Linked DNA regions of Mus musculus: all the other regions are linked to region 1. The links are chromatin contacts, called in public HiChIP or PLAC-seq maps. All regions are on one chromosome and are shown on one strand. The core of a region is the stretch at or near the end of the contact, and the rest is flanking DNA. Distances in the headings are between cores, read along the strand shown. Region 1 holds the start of 4932441J04Rik (RIKEN cDNA 4932441J04 gene). Region 2 has its middle 190 kb from the start of Gm22536. Region 3 has its middle 220 kb from the start of Gm22536. Region 4 overlaps Pcdh7 (protocadherin 7).

Region 1 (3,628 bases), core at 784-3,283:
CATCGCGCACTCGGAGGGTCAGCTCATAGGAATCTCTCTGCTCCCGGTCCAGCGCCCCCTTCACGATCAGCTGCGGTTGTTTCTCGCCGTCTGGAGTGTCTGCCACCTGAAGCTCAAACACACTGCTTCGGCCACTAGGACTCGTCCCGCCGCCACCCTCAGGCGCGTCCAGCCGCCGCTTGGAGCCTCCAGAGCCGCCGCCGCTCGCGCTGTTCCCGCCGCCCCCTGGGTAGGGGGCGCTGTCCGCCGGCCCCAAGCGCCTTCCCTCGCCGCTGCCGCCGCCACCCCCGGGCTCCTGGAGCAGCTCGTAGCGTTCGATGCCATTGCGACCAAAGTCACGATCGGTGGCCGTGGGCAGCAGGTAGAGCGTGCCTACAGGCCGGTTCTCCTCCACCGTGAGCGTGAGCACCGGCGACGGGAAGGTGGGCGTGTTATCGTTGATGTCCAGCACGATGACCCGACCCTCAAACAGGTCCACCCAGCTCTGTGAGGGCCCTATCACCGACACCTCGAAGTCCAGGAAACATTCGTTCTCGTCGAAGATCATCTGACATTGGGGCAGCTTTTCTCGGTCGATGCGCCGCTCACTGGTGCTCAGCTCGCCGGTGAGGTTGTCAATCTTCAGATACTCAGAACCAGACTCAAGGCTGAAAGTCACCTCGCCGGAGCCGGTCACGATGCCCAGGTCCGAGGCCACATTGCCGATCCGCACGTCGGCGGGGCCCTCCTCGGCCAGCCGGTACCGGAGCAGCTGCTTGGCGGCGGCCAGGCTGAAGCAGAGCGGCAGAAGGAGACAACAGCCCAAGCACCAGCCGCGCGCCCATCCCGTGGTCCGCATCCTCAGCATCTTCTCTTGCTGCTGCTGCTACTGCTCCTTCTAACCACAACCCCCCTCGGCACCCCCCTCCTCCGGGGCTGGCCGCCTGCCCTCCCCTCGGTCCTCCTCTCCGGGAAAGGAAGAAACGAGAGGGAGGGGAGGGAGGGGGCCAGAGTAGCGCGTAGAGTCGGCCGATGGGAGGGGGGCAGCTAGAGATGCTTCTTTTTTTCTCCTCCTGCTTCTTCCGAAAGTTATTGTTTCATAATTCATGCAATGGGTGCTAATCGCCCGCTCGCCGGCCACCGTTTACTCGCAGTACTCACAGTTCACGGGACACTGCGCGCCACGGGCTCGGTGCCCCCACAAAGTCATCCCCGCAGTGGGAAGATACTGAGATCCAGTCTCCAAGCCCTGGGAAGGGGCCGGAACCGCTTCTGCAAGAGGGCGGCGGAGCCTGGTAGCGGACTAGAACAAACCTGCAGCCTTCCCCGCCTGACAGCAGCGTTAGTCCTTACTGCTACTCGAGTTAAGTCCAATTCACGTTCCAGCTACTCACTCTAGACCCAGGCTCTGTTTAGGCTCCCGAGGTCCAGACAAACCTGAACCGCTTCCTGCTTCAGGCTCTGGGGCGAGCAACAAGCCAGTCTTAACTCTGACTCCTCTTAAGCAGCCGGGAAGCCACTCAACATATCTTGAATGAAAAATTCCACGGCAGGTCGCTTCGGGCAAGGTGCAGCGAAAAGACGCCTCGCGTCACAGCTCGGTCCGCGACCGGGTGCTCCCGGCGCGCCAAAGAGCAGCCCGAGCCATCTTCAGAGACGCCCAGAGTCGGTCGCTTCTCACCCCGAAGAGCTCCGGTTTCTCTTTTTTTCTTAACAACTCTGCGCAAGGTCATTAGTCACGAAGCCGCCGCCTGAAACCGCAGCAACCATTCGCCCGCGGGGGCGAGAGCCGAACCGTGCGCACCGCGCGGTGCCCAAGTTTGGATTCTCAGCCGCAGAGTCCGTGCCTTCCCTCACCTGCATTCGGCCCGCGTGTTGGAGCAGTGGGATCTGCAGCGCTGTGCGCGATTCAGGGAGGAGATTGCAGCCTCTCTCTCTCTCCCCGCTCTCTCTCGATCCCTCCCCTCCCTCCCTCCTTCTCTTTCTCTCCTCCCTCCTCTTCTCTCTCCTCCCTCCTCTCCTTTCCCCTTTCCCCCCCTCTCTCACTCTCTCCAGCACAGTCTCTCAGCTTCTTCCAGTCTCAATGCGGGGAACTCGAGCTGAACTTGATCCCTTTGCAGTTCAAAGGTGAGCAAGCCTGGCTCCGTGCATCCGCGCGACACTGGCCCGGTGAAAGCTCACGACCGGGCACTCCTAACGGCAATTAACAAAGATGCCCAATTCTGTCCGGATTTCCAAAGAAAAGCCAAAGCCACTGGGGCGGGGGTGGAGGGGGAGGTGGAGTCAAACAGAGCTGCCAAGTAGCTTAAAAAAAAAAAATCTAGTTTGCCAAAGGGAGAAAAAGTGCCAGTCGGCTGTTGTCTCGGAAGTGCCCTGGCGCGGCGGGTGAATTCCGCAGTTGTCTCGTCCGCTTTCGCGTCTAGCAGAGTCTGGTGCGCGCGCTCCCGCCGCCTCTCTGGCTGTGGCTGTTCCGAGACACCGAATCGCTCCGGGGAAGCTCCTACTCTCGCTACCCACTAGCCGGAAACCCGCAAGTTTGCATAAACTGGTGGTTGTTGCGGAAAGCCCGCGGGCTCCGGAGTCAGACTTGACTCCGACGCTGCAGCGGCGGCGGCGGTATCCGAAACTACACAGTTGCAGAGAACCAGGGAGGAGGGCCCAGGGAAGGGAGGCGGGAGGAAGGACTAGCCAGCCGCGGCGCTCACCGAAGCCAGGCTTCGCTTCGTGGGGCCGACTGAGAACTGCCCAATCTCAGCCCCGATAAGCCAAAGTCTAGTCTCCTTAGGCAGTTTGGGTGGGGGTGGGGTGATTCTTTTTCCCCCTCTAGGGCTGGTAGACTAAACCCGGCTGCGTGGGTAAGAGCTGAAGTGAGGGTGTTAGTATACCTTCCTCCCACGTCTACCCTCAGACGATGCCCCCCTCCCGCCCCAACTCCCACCCGCAACGTGTCTTCGTTTCGCAATTTAGCATCTGGGTTAGTGAATTGCTACTGGTAGGCTGAGGTCGATGTCTGAGTTCCGAAAGCCAAGCTTGTGTTCTGCCAAACCGTGACGGGCTGCAGTAGTGAAGAGAGAGCATCAAACTCCAACGAGAGCCAGAGAGGATCCTTTTTTGGAGCCCAGACTTTGGAGGTCTGGGTTGGGGAGGGGAGAATGCCTGCCTTTGTTTAAATGCTTGGAATTCCTGTCATCCGGCTCTCACTGGGGATAGACCGTGTGTGCACGCGCCTGGGGAATAAAACACATGCTAGAAGCCTGGGTATTATTTTCTAAGCAGAGCCTGCAGCTTTTAGTAACCGGCAAAGTGTAGCGTCACCTATCTGGATATAAGGGAAATAAACTTTAATGGCAACTTTGTGTACCGAGTATGCTTAACCTCTTTTCTCTCCTTTTGACTTTGTGCCTCGTGATCCTCCCTGCCATTCCCGGGCGTGAGGCTTCCCCGGTTCTCACTCATGACCACCGCAGTCTGCCAAGTCAGATCTCAGGGCTGGTGGTGTATTTCGAACCGAAGCCCACTTCTCATGTATTTCACACTGTCAAAATAAAGACCCTCTACCGAAAGATTAAGAAAAGACGAAGGTAGTAGGTGGAGTTTGTGTCGGGTCCTTACTATCTCGGAGAATGTTGCTAGGAATTTAAGGGTTCCT
Region 2 (3,628 bases), core at 444-2,943, 510 kb before region 1:
AACACAATGCTGTATAGAATTGTAGATTGCTTGCTTGTCTGTTGTCTGTTTCCTTAATGATTGTACATTTCACTGAACATTAACATTACCAATGCCAAGCAGAATCCAATGATCATATGCTTGTGCATAGCTCTACACAGGAAAAGATCTAACTTTACACTCTTAGTTTCTTTATGTGTGTGTGGCTCTGTGCTTATATCTCTGCATGCATGGTGTGTGTGTGTGTGTGTGTGTGTGTGTGTGTGTGTGTGTGTATGTGTGTGTAATTTTTTCAGGTGTATGTGGATGTGTATATTGAGACCAGATGTTAATTTCAGATATTTTTCTCAATTGCTCTCAATCATTTTTTGAGATAAATTTTTTTTACTGAACCTGAAACTCACTAGCTCATTCAGATTAACTTATCAGCAGCCTCCCTGGATCCTTGTCTGGTCACTGGGACACACTTGTGCACTTCCACTTGCAGCTTTTTAGGAAGGAATTGAAGTTCAGAAGTTGGGTCTTTATTCTTGTGCCTCAAAGATTTTACTGCCTAAGTCCAGGCCCTTAAATATGATTTCTTTTCCTCTTATGCTAAAATATAAAATAAATTTTAAAAAAAGCTGAATCAAACCATTGGGGGTTATGATCTATATTTCATTTAAAGTGAGGTGCCCAGAAGAAGTTACTATTTCCTTTTCTTTAGGTCTCATGGAGGTAGTTCATACAGAGTGTTTTTAGTGAGGTCACTTTAGGATCAATTGCTGATCTTGATATTGCTGAATACAAAACACTAACCTCAAAAATAATGAAGGCATTTCCATCTAGGAAATGAAATGAAAGTTCATTTCATATTAATGGGCCAGAACAATGTTTTTCAAAAATTTACCTCCCGTAAAAATATGTAAATGTTTTTGGTTAATTGTGCCCTTTTGGGGTCCTTGAACACACTGTTCTGAAGACATGAGCTTCTTAAAAGAAAAAAGGAAAGGAAAGACATAGAGGACAGTTTACAAAGGCTAAGATATGCTTTTCAAAGCCGATGAGAACACAGAAGAAGGAAGGCTTCAAGTGTGGTCATTGCGTTTTAGACAAGATCAAGTCTTGAGAAACAATATATGTTTCCCATATTTTTATGTTTACATCAAAGAGGTATTAAGAGTGTTAGATCTCATAGCTCAAAATAACTCAATATTTCCCCTTCTTCTGGCATAAGAGCTTATTTAAAAAAAAAAAAAAAGAATCTTCATCCACTTCTTCAGAAGTATTACTAGGTAGGACCTATTTGCTATTGAAATTACAAATGCCAAGTTTCCTAATTCAGTTATTCTTTTTCATCTAGGGTAAAATAAATAGAAAACATCAGTATTGATGGGAAAATGTTTTGGCAGACATTTCATTTTTGTCTCTCTGTCAGCATTTTAATATCATTCAGACTGAGTTCAAGAGGGTCACTTTTTAATAAATGTAGAAACATGTGAAGGCTTTTATAAAGAAAACTAAGCCAGGCTGCCTTTTGTCAGTGTGCTTACATGGTTCAGAGCAGTATTTCCTCAGCTGTCCACATCACAATATATCCCTTTATTGTTCTAAGACCCAGTTTCACATCATGCTAATGGACCCAGCTTATTTCACACCATGTAATACCGCACATTATAGAAGTGCTTGTTTACAGAGGCATCGCCTTAAAATAGAGCAGTGAGGAAAGACAGTACAAAAGACCAGCTCTATTCCCTAACGTCATTAGTGGGAGATTTATTGCCACTGGAAGCAGTGTGCTGCTGACAACAGCTTTGGCCAAGCCTCATCTGTTTATTCTAATGTTTAAGGAGCAGGGCATGTGACAGGGAACAAGAATGTGCCCTTTGATTTGCAGCTATTACCTGACTTCACAGACAATGGTTAGGTGCATAAATAAAAGGAGGCCATTACAAAAGTACAGGGGCTGGACTCAATTTCAAAATCCAAAGCCCAGATTAAGCAGTCTGTAAGATTACTGAGCCAACAAACATAGGCACCGTTTTAACACTCAATATTGTCTCGATTTCTCATTCTCAAATAAAATTGCTTCAGAACACTCACAGATAGCTTTAAATGTCACTTTCATGTAAAATTCCTTCTCTATTTAATGAAAATCATATCAGATAACTCCTCCTCCCTCAAGCACATTTCCCTGTCTTTTAAAGTCATTTATCGGTGTATGATATCACAGTAGATTTAGGAATCACCTTACCAGCAAAGATGGATATTGAGGCTATTTTTTTTTTTTAGCTATAAAAGGCTGTTGAATGAATGTTGGCAGAGATCAAAGACAGACCTTTTGAAGGGTAAGTTTAGTATATTTAGTTTTGAGTGCTTTAAGACAAATGAGGTGTCATGGAGACATCTTAAAATTCTAAGTACAGCATAGACTAGAAATGGTTTCTAATCCAGAGAACCAACCTTCACAAAAGCAAGCACTTGTTATTGCCAATCAACTGGAATTCACCAATACCTGCTCATGCATCATCAGAGGAGAGTACAATAGAAATAGTACAAATACTATATTGGTAAAAATAGTCTCCTCTATGCTGTGCATGTTGGGGACCAGCCGTGGGTCATCCTGTTTTCTTCCCATTTCAGCCACCACTGCACTCCATGCTGAAAGGATGAAGAGGAGTCAATAATGAATGGGGTCTTCAGGTCCCACTGGGGGTGAATGCAGGAGACAGAGTGGGAGTGGGGATCTTAATGTTACAACTCTCTTAGACAAAGCCTTCTCTTCCCACAATCTTCAGTGAAACAGCTCTCTTAGCCAATCTTAGCTTGTGTGCATACCTCTATTTGGGGTAAGCTTGTACTCATAAACTTTATTTGGTGTGGAAAAGTGCTATATATGAGCTTTGGAAAGTGGGAAGGAGTTTTCAGGGAGAATGAAATTTTTAGCTGCTGTTTAAAGTACTGTGAATACCTTGTTTGTATGAAGAGGCATTTCAGGAACACCAGGTACTTCCTGGGTGGATTCTTACCAGGGAAAAGAGAAAGTTGAACTTGTAGGTCTGCCAAGGACTGCTCACTCTTTCTCATGTTGAGGGTAGTGGGGGGTCAGGCTCCCTAGACAAGGTCAGAGAAAGAAAAGTGCTGCTGCTGGTAAAGAGAATCCGCTATTTTGCTATGAGCTCAGAGAAGCTATCGAGTAATGGTAGACTGTGACCTTAATTAGCAGGGTTTCCCCACACCCATCTAATCATTTTGTTTCCTGTGCAATTATTTGCACTCTGAGAATAACTGGTGTACATTTTAAAGCAGAAATAATGGCAACAGGAATATCTTATCATTTTAACTGAAAAAATTAAAGTGATAAAAAGTTCAGTTTGAAATAGTTCCTTTTTCTTTTTCGATAACCACATGAACCAAATTTTTACTTATTAATCGTTTTTACCAGTTTATGAGTCAGACTATGGATGGGATGTATGGAATGGTCAATATTGCCACCCTGTCAAGGTCACTTATCTGATATGAAGCATCAAAACACAAAAATGGAAATTTAACCCATACTAAGGAGGACAGCAGAGAGACTTCAGTTCATCCCATAAAGGTTGAAAAAATGCAGGCCTTAGAAGATGTATTATCTGTGTCTTATTAAAGAGAATACGGCAATTTTCAAAAC
Region 3 (3,628 bases), core at 514-3,013, 470 kb before region 1:
TCCAAAGTATTATTTTTTAAATCTAAAGTGTCTTTTAAAATTCAAACTTGACAACTGTTGACTCGAATACAATCAAAAACACACAAAACAAGTTCTTACTTCAGGAGGGAAGAACCAGGGCACAGGCCAAAGAGATGCCCAGTCTCAAAATCTTCTGGGCTACTCCAAAGGGCCTGGATCACTTCTCAGGCTCCACCCTCTAAAAGACACACAGTTTGTCTTTTAAGTTCAGACCTGCTTCATTTTATTGCTGCTACAATTCTTGACAGGCACTCCATGATACTGACATCTTTAAAATGCATCTCTGTGTCAACTGGGCTGAGCTTTCAGGAATAGCCAGCCTCTTTTTGGCCCTCACGGTGTCAACAAACCTCACCTCTTTTTCATGAGCCCTAAATTCCTAGAGATTCAATTGCTACTGAAGCTGTAACTTCACCAATGGGCTTTCCTGGGTATTCACAGTGTCAGCTGTCTGAAGTTCTCTATGACTGATCCATGCCTTCAAAACAGGAACCACCTGGACTACTGATCCAAGACCATGTTCAGTTTCCAGCATGAGGTACATATGACCTTGGCCACCCCTGGAACACTACTTTCCTATTCTGATTCAAGAAAACACTTCCCAGAAGATTTCAGGACCTCAATGATGCTGGTCTCTTCTTAATTGTTACTGATTGCTTAACTGAAACTGACCAGCAACACAAAGGTTTCACATTAGTGTTTCTGGTCTCTAATTAATCACAGCTGATTCTTCAGCTCCATCTGACCAAACAGAACAGATTGTTGGCTTAATAGAACAGCTTCTTCCCTCTAAAACTTCACAAGCAAGGCCTATATTTTGTCAGAGTACAAAAGCTGGCTTCCAGAGGTGGCCAAGGTTGTACTTCCTAAGGCAGCTGATCAAGTTAGTATTGGAGTCCTGTAGGTGCTACTTCTTTAGCCTGGCGTTTCTCCCAGCATCCCTATTTTCCAAGACCCCACAGAACAACTCACCAAGCTTTGAACACTCAATGGTTTATGGCACAAAGTTCCCAAGTCCTTCTACAACCCGCTCCAAAGTCTACGGTCAGGTCTGTCACAACAATACCCTACATTCATATCACAAATTTTTGTCATAGTTAGTATTACTGTTGCTTTGGTATAGTACTATAACCAAAAGGAAGTGGGGGAAGAAAGGGCTTATTTGACTTATACTTCCATATAATCATTCAACATCAAAGGAAGTCAGTGCAGGGATCTGGAGTCATGAGCTGATGCAGAGGCTATGGAAGAGTTCTGTGTACTTGCTTGCTGTATATGGTTTGTTCAGCCTTATAAACTGAAAGGAAAAAAAAAACAACCTGAGAATGATATTCACAAAGTTACTTGAATGATCATTGTTCAAATTGTTCCTCTTCTTGGTGATACTCTTTTTCTCTTTCTTTTTTTCTTTTTTCTATTTTTTTTTTTTTTACTTTTGTGCTAGAGTATTTTTTTAAATATATCTTTTAAATAAGATTAATACATCTGGAAGCTTTGATCTCCACAGTCGTACTAATGAAATGGACAGTTTTCTTACTTAAGATAACTCACTCTTATGTGTTTGTCTTTTCTGCATAGATGTGACTCACCATAGTTTGCTATTTGATATTATTCATTTGATATTATTCAGTGGAGAAAAAGTTGGGAGTCAAGACTTCCACCCCCTCTTCATTCTCCTCCTGACTTTCATGAGCTCAGTTAGTCAAAGAAATACTCATTTTAGTTTGAACAACCAGGAAGTCTTGGAGAATGATTCATTTTTTTTTCCCTTAAGAAACCGTATAAAGTTTCCTGACAGGCAGTAATTCTTGAACAGTCACAAAATAACAGTTTCCTTGACTCACATTCAGCTACAAGGCTGGAATTTCTCTCCCACTTTGTTTTGTCGTATACATATCGGAAACTCATTTCTGCTTAATGTGATGTAAACCAGACTCACTAGGAAGTGAGTATCTTAACTCACAGAACTCTGCAATCTTGTTTGTCTGCCTAGGCAAGCTAATCTGATTGTAATCATGTTACTTATCTTTTAATTTCTTTTGAGGCTGGTGCACATCAGAAGTGGCATTCAGCTGGGAATAACACAGGTAAAATTGATTTTTATCACATTTAAATGATTCAGGGCTTTGGTGTGCTTTTAGATATGCAATCTTAAACCCACCTTGGGGTGGGAATCCAACATAGAAACCACAGGCATAAACCCAATGGAGAAAAATAACAAGGCTGTAATAATGTAAACACAATTATAAGTAAAGTCTCAGTGATTCTGTACCACGTTGATTTTTCATATCAAATTAGCCATGGATAATCATTTAAAAATATACACATATTTTACTGAAGTACTAGGAAAACTCTTAATTCTCATACAACACCTGACTTCCTTCTTGCCCTGGATTCACTGACAATGTCAAGAAGGAATAGTAAAGAGAAAACACTTTTTGTAAACTAAATTAGTGAAAGACAGATAAAAGCATCACTTAGTAGCTAAGTTATTTTAAAGTGAAGCATGTTGGGTAAAATAGTACTTAATATCTACTTTTTTGTGCACAACCTATACAAAGTATGATATTGTTTACTTCATGATTTGAGAAAGATTGAGAAGTTTGGGGTTTTCTCTTTTCTTTCTTTCTTGGCTTCCGGGTATTATGTTAGGTAAGCTCACAAGGTCTCACTTGCAGAGCACTATGAGCATCTATTATGCCAAGACAGATACAGGAGAAGAGGATCTGTCCAAAGACAGCTGCGAAGATGGCCATCCAGACAAGCAGAATCCAGATCTGCAGTGATAAATTCCTGGTGGTAGAAGTCACAACAGATAAATGAAGTTAGGAAGAGCGATCAATCACAGCACTGCTTCTAGCAATTCCTAAATTGGAAATAGCTAAGTGACACTATTAAAGGAATACATAACCAAAATAAGACATATCTAGGGAATAATTACATTAGCTATAGATAGATGGATAGATAGATTATAATTACTTTATGAATATATATTTATATACAGTGAGATAAAAAGAGAGAAAGCAGTCTCTAAACTAAAGTCAAAAAAGGTCAATTTGTACTGTATTTGAAAAATTGTGCATACTGATTTTCAAACTTAAGGTACTAAAAGTAAAAACATGCACACATGAAAAAATATAAATACATCAGAAGCATATATATTAATATGATGCTATTTGTCAGAACACGGAAATGAATTTTTTTTAAAGTTTATACATTTCTATCTGTTTTTCTCTATGGTTTATATAGGTATACACATATTTAAAATAGAAAGAAAACAGTGACAAAAATGATATGAAATAATCATATCAAGTGTGGATGGTTCTGAGCAGTTATGGCCGGGGCCAGACTGATGAGTGTCTATTATTAGGAAAATTAATAACACAGTTCCTCCTGGCATAGATGCCCTGGAGGAAGGAGTGGTTCTCACAGCAGGGTTAAGGGCTCACAGTGGCTGATCAGACTGTGGTGGTAGATCCAATACAAGGATGAAATGGGAAGAAGAGCCAGGCTAAATGCCTCAGAGCCTGTCCCTAGTGACTTACCTCTAGCATATAAGTGTTAAAGGATGCTGCACAAGCTACAAAACATCACCACCAACTGGAGA
Region 4 (3,628 bases), core at 295-2,794, 310 kb before region 1:
TATATTTAACATTAACTACATTTCAGGATGTACAAGACAAAATTTTATAATAAACTCGGAAAATTACTAGTAGTGTATCAAATCACATATCTGCAGCCTCACTTAATCAGCTGCACTGGATACAGTCAGACATCAAAACAAATCAAAGCCACAGGCCAGCCAGGGTTTCTTCACTCACTGAAGTGCTTACCTCTGTGAAGCAAAGATGGCTTTCCTACTCTCCTCACACCTATTTTACTTCTCAAAGCTTCAAGTTATTCTGAAGTAAGTGATCTTAGTAACCTTTTGTAAAATCAGCTCTCCTCACTTGAAGTGCCAGGGTAGAGGGATGGGGGGGGGAGAGGGGGGCTTCCACATGCTCAGAGAAGAAGGGTGAAGCACTGTGGGAGGGGAGGCCCAGAGGGGAGCAGTGAGTTGGATGAACACTGAGTAAGTAAAAAATTAAATTAAATTAAAACACCTCTCCTCAACGTTGTCTATCACATGCTTTTGTCAATGAAAAACTCCAGCTATAGGAAGACTGCATTTAAAACATGATTACAGAATCCTAAAATGCTAAGCCATAAATTTAGAGATATTAAAGTGAAATTTATTTCATCTCCCCTGTTAGCAATGTTTCTCACATTTAAATAATAAAATTTGAGTATGAGAAATAAGCAAAAAAAACAAACAAACAAACAAACAAAAAACAACAAAAAAAACCAGTTCTGTTGAAAATATGTTAAACTCTTTAAAACACTTCTATGTATAGCCCTGTTCATCAGTATCATTTTATCATTTATCTATTTCTGTATATATAAACCCAATAATGTCATGTCAGTTTAGGTTATTTAAGCCTTTCATGGGCTATAAAAAGAACTTGGTGTATCAGCGAAAATTTTTTTCTAGAAGATTCTTATTTTTAAATAATGTTTTGTTTTGGTTTGTTTTGGTTTTAGAACCAGATTCTCACTTTATAGCTCTGCCTGTGAAATTATTGTATAGATCAGGCTGGCCTTGAACTCATATAGCTCTACCTACTTCTGCCTCCAAGTACTAAATGATTAAAGGCATGAGCCACTATGTCGGGCTTGAAAGACAGTTTTTTAAACTGAAAATAAACCTATAGAAAGCATAATATTATCATAGCCATTAATTAAACAAATATATACAAAACATTGTTTTCGTTTACATTCAGTCGGTTAAGTAATTTTACACAGGTATCTAAAGTTTTTCCATATTTAGTTAAATAAGTAATACACCAACAATAGATAACCAAAATTGATACAAGAGTTTTTTTCCCACTAACAAAATGAGATGATAAGCAATTTTGCAGAAATTATGTTAATATCACGTGTTTATGTATATGAGGAACTTCTCACATAACAGTTAAATACATGTATATAGGGGCGTGTATATAAGTATATGAATTTAGGTCTTTCCAGGATTTCTATAAAAATAATGTGCAATACTAGAAAGAATAATGTAGGAGAGTATATCCGGCACTCAAAGGACCGAGGTGTTTGATCAGCGGTAAAGCAAACATCCCCACACACAGAGCACAGGGCTTTGTGTGTCCAGCTTCTACGGAAGCTCAGCTGGTGATTTAGAGTCCTTGTAGAGATGAATTAGCCACTTTATCCAGACTTAGCAGACAGGCAGCAAGTCGTGGCTGGTTCCCAGATTTATGCCAGCAGCCCTGGGGCACCGCTTCCTCCTGGGAGCTCAGGAGTTCCTATGGACTCGGTTAGAAATTTCTACTGCAAGAACTGCATTCAATTCGCTTAAAAGACAAGCTTAGAAATAGATGCTAAAGGCTTCCTTTTCCTAGATTAAAATGCAGTGATTTTTTTACACCCCTGAGACAGTACTATTGCACAGATTGACTGTATTAATTAACTATTAGCCAATTTGTGGACCAGTAGCTGACTGCCTTGGCGACATGGCTAGATGTAACTTTTTCGAAGTAGTGGTCAGTCATACAACAGTAATGTGGGTTCAGAGGATGCATCCTCAAGGGTGAGTGTACGAAGTGCTCCTTACATATCTGTTTGGTTTCTGTCCAAATGAAAGTCAAATAATGCAACATGAGTTTATGGCCAAACACGAGAGGCACCAAGAGTACCAATGGTGTGTAGGAATGTTTGCATTTCACAGGATGCCAAGGTGGCAGAATGCTGAGTTCTCTAGAACGAATATGAGGCAGGCAGAAAGGCACGTATGCTAACACATATTTGCTCACAGACACATACACTCGCAGCTTCAAAGGGAATACATAAAAACTATGCTGCAGACAATATCTTCATACAAATTTATCATAGCATCTGTCAGCCCCCATAATATGTTCATAAAACTAGGAACACGTGTCTTCACAGTATGCTCATTTTGGTATGCCCACTGTTGTTAACTTCTTTCCTGCTTGCCTGGCTGCTGTCGTTCAGATCACAGCCTCCTCGGGATTCCTCATTACTTCACTTCTACATCAAATATGCAGGCTTTAAGTTTAAATCCACTGGAGGTACAACTTAAGTGGAAATAGAGGGTATGACACTAGTCACAGAGATAATGTGAAATTTCTATGATTGGGAAGAACTTAGGAAACATCTCAAAGGAAAATGTGCAGACAGGGAGAAAAGACATGAAGTGGAATGTTTACAAAGGTCTAAAACTTTCAAAAGTTGGGTTATTAAAAGGTGTCTGACAACCAGGTATGTGGGGCACGCCTTCAATACCAGCACTTGGGAGGCAGATTCTGCCAGCTCTCTGTGGATTCAAGGGCAGTCTGGGCCTGAATAGGTAGCTCCAGGTAGGGCTACGAAGAGAAACCTTTTCTAAAATATAATTAATTAATTGATTAATTATGCAGTACAACATGCTTAACAGTAGTAATGTCAAGTGGCACATATTTATTGGTAAATTCCCTATATTTATAAAAAATGAAGGCTACGTGAAGTCATCTGGGAATGTATACGCAATACTAGTTTTCTACAGAATTGATCTTCCATGCTAATGATTATTCCTTTAATTTTTAAAAATATATCCTTGAAATGCTACCATTTGCCACAAAGATTTTTACAATATTTTTTATTATAATCATATTTCATGTGAGTATCAGGAAATATATTTTACATTATGTAGCTTAATGAAGACTTGACTTCCAAAAATGTAGCTTGAATAATAATTCATGAGGTTCAGAACCTGTAAAATAATGGAGAAACTGCCTCTTGTATTTGAGAGAGAACATGAACAACTTTAAGTTCACGTGTGGGGCTGTGTGTTACATGAACATGAATTTTAGAGAATTTTATATAATAGGCAAATGGAAATTTTTCTTTCATTCATAGGCTAACTACCTATGATAATTAGGAAATAAATCATCTACTTGAAACAATCACATAGATCTTATTTGACACTTAAGGAATAATACAAGACTCAAAATTCTTATTAAGTATGATCAAAATATTTCCACAGAGTGACAAGCCATTGCTGAATTTCTCCAAATACTTAAATTCTTTGCCAGAGTTGGGATTTCTTCCAACTCTCAATAGAACTACATTAAGAAACAAGTCACTTTCTTACTGCTGTTTGTACACTAATAGCCATTTCATTTAGCTGAAAATTAAGGGCAGATGCTACGCAAGATGGCAAA

Evidence for each region. HiChIP or PLAC-seq counts read pairs in DNA pulled down with a chosen protein or histone mark.
Region 2: an H3K4me3 HiChIP or PLAC-seq map of neural tube shows a contact between it and region 1, with 4 times the contacts expected there. The contact joins the enhancer-like site here to the promoter of 4932441J04Rik in region 1. A contact is called at or near these places in 2 of 39 promoter capture datasets (the 3T3-L1 cell line and liver), 2 of 484 Hi-C or Micro-C datasets (the G1E-ER4 cell line and bone marrow-derived macrophages), 5 of 115 datasets of contacts at active chromatin or transcription factors (the NIH/3T3 cell line, acute myeloid leukemia, astrocytes and 2 more) and 1 of 9 other capture datasets (adipose tissue).
Region 3: a CTCF HiChIP or PLAC-seq map of the NIH/3T3 cell line shows a contact between it and region 1, with 7 read pairs. The contact joins the enhancer-like site here to the promoter of 4932441J04Rik in region 1. A contact is called at or near these places in 4 of 39 promoter capture datasets (the 3T3-L1 cell line, cancer-associated fibroblasts and hematopoietic stem and progenitor cells), 1 of 15 datasets of contacts at CTCF or cohesin (the NIH/3T3 cell line), 8 of 484 Hi-C or Micro-C datasets (adipose-derived mesenchymal stem cells, nephron progenitors and uterus), 13 of 115 datasets of contacts at active chromatin or transcription factors (the NIH/3T3 cell line, T-cell acute lymphoblastic leukemia, acute myeloid leukemia and 9 more) and 1 of 9 other capture datasets (adipose tissue).
Region 4: a contact with region 1 is called in an H3K4me3 HiChIP or PLAC-seq map of neural tube, with 4 times the contacts expected there. The contact joins the enhancer-like site here to the promoter of 4932441J04Rik in region 1. A contact is called at or near these places in 5 of 39 promoter capture datasets (the 3T3-L1 cell line, the HPC-7 cell line, hematopoietic stem and progenitor cells and 1 more), 14 of 484 Hi-C or Micro-C datasets (the AML12 cell line, the G1E-ER4 cell line, the HL-1 cell line and 7 more), 18 of 115 datasets of contacts at active chromatin or transcription factors (the NIH/3T3 cell line, T-cell acute lymphoblastic leukemia, acute myeloid leukemia and 15 more) and 2 of 9 other capture datasets (adipose tissue and liver).

The regions. Positions count from the first base shown.
Region 1 is chr5:57,716,324-57,719,951 of GRCm38.p6, reverse strand. 4932441J04Rik (RIKEN cDNA 4932441J04 gene) reads left to right here and starts at 2,033. Exons shown (of 5, transcript NR_015588.2): 1 at 2,033-2,106. It overlaps Pcdh7 (protocadherin 7), which reads right to left and starts at 1,871. Exons shown (of 3, transcript NM_001122758.2): 1 at 1-1,871. The coding sequence starts at 847.
Region 2 is chr5:58,226,981-58,230,608 of GRCm38.p6, reverse strand. No RefSeq gene overlaps it. Among named protein-coding and RNA genes, the nearest start is that of Gm22536, 190 kb to the left of the region's middle. Within about 2 kb of position 1,693, at least 3 of the 459 cell types and tissues checked have an H3K27ac peak or open chromatin away from gene starts, as enhancers often do. A contact at or near this core is called in neural tube, where this site is marked.
Region 3 is chr5:58,188,951-58,192,578 of GRCm38.p6, reverse strand. No RefSeq gene overlaps it. Among named protein-coding and RNA genes, the nearest start is that of Gm22536, 220 kb to the left of the region's middle. Within about 2 kb of position 1,763, at least 9 of the 459 cell types and tissues checked have an H3K27ac peak or open chromatin away from gene starts, as enhancers often do. A contact at or near this core is called in the NIH/3T3 cell line and adipose-derived mesenchymal stem cells, where this site is marked.
Region 4 is chr5:58,023,932-58,027,559 of GRCm38.p6, reverse strand. All of the region lies in intron 2 of Pcdh7 (protocadherin 7), which reads right to left. Among named protein-coding and RNA genes, the nearest start is that of Pcdh7, 310 kb to the right of the region's middle. Within about 2 kb of position 1,544, at least 8 of the 459 cell types and tissues checked have an H3K27ac peak or open chromatin away from gene starts, as enhancers often do. A contact at or near this core is called in neural tube and oligodendrocyte precursor cells, where this site is marked.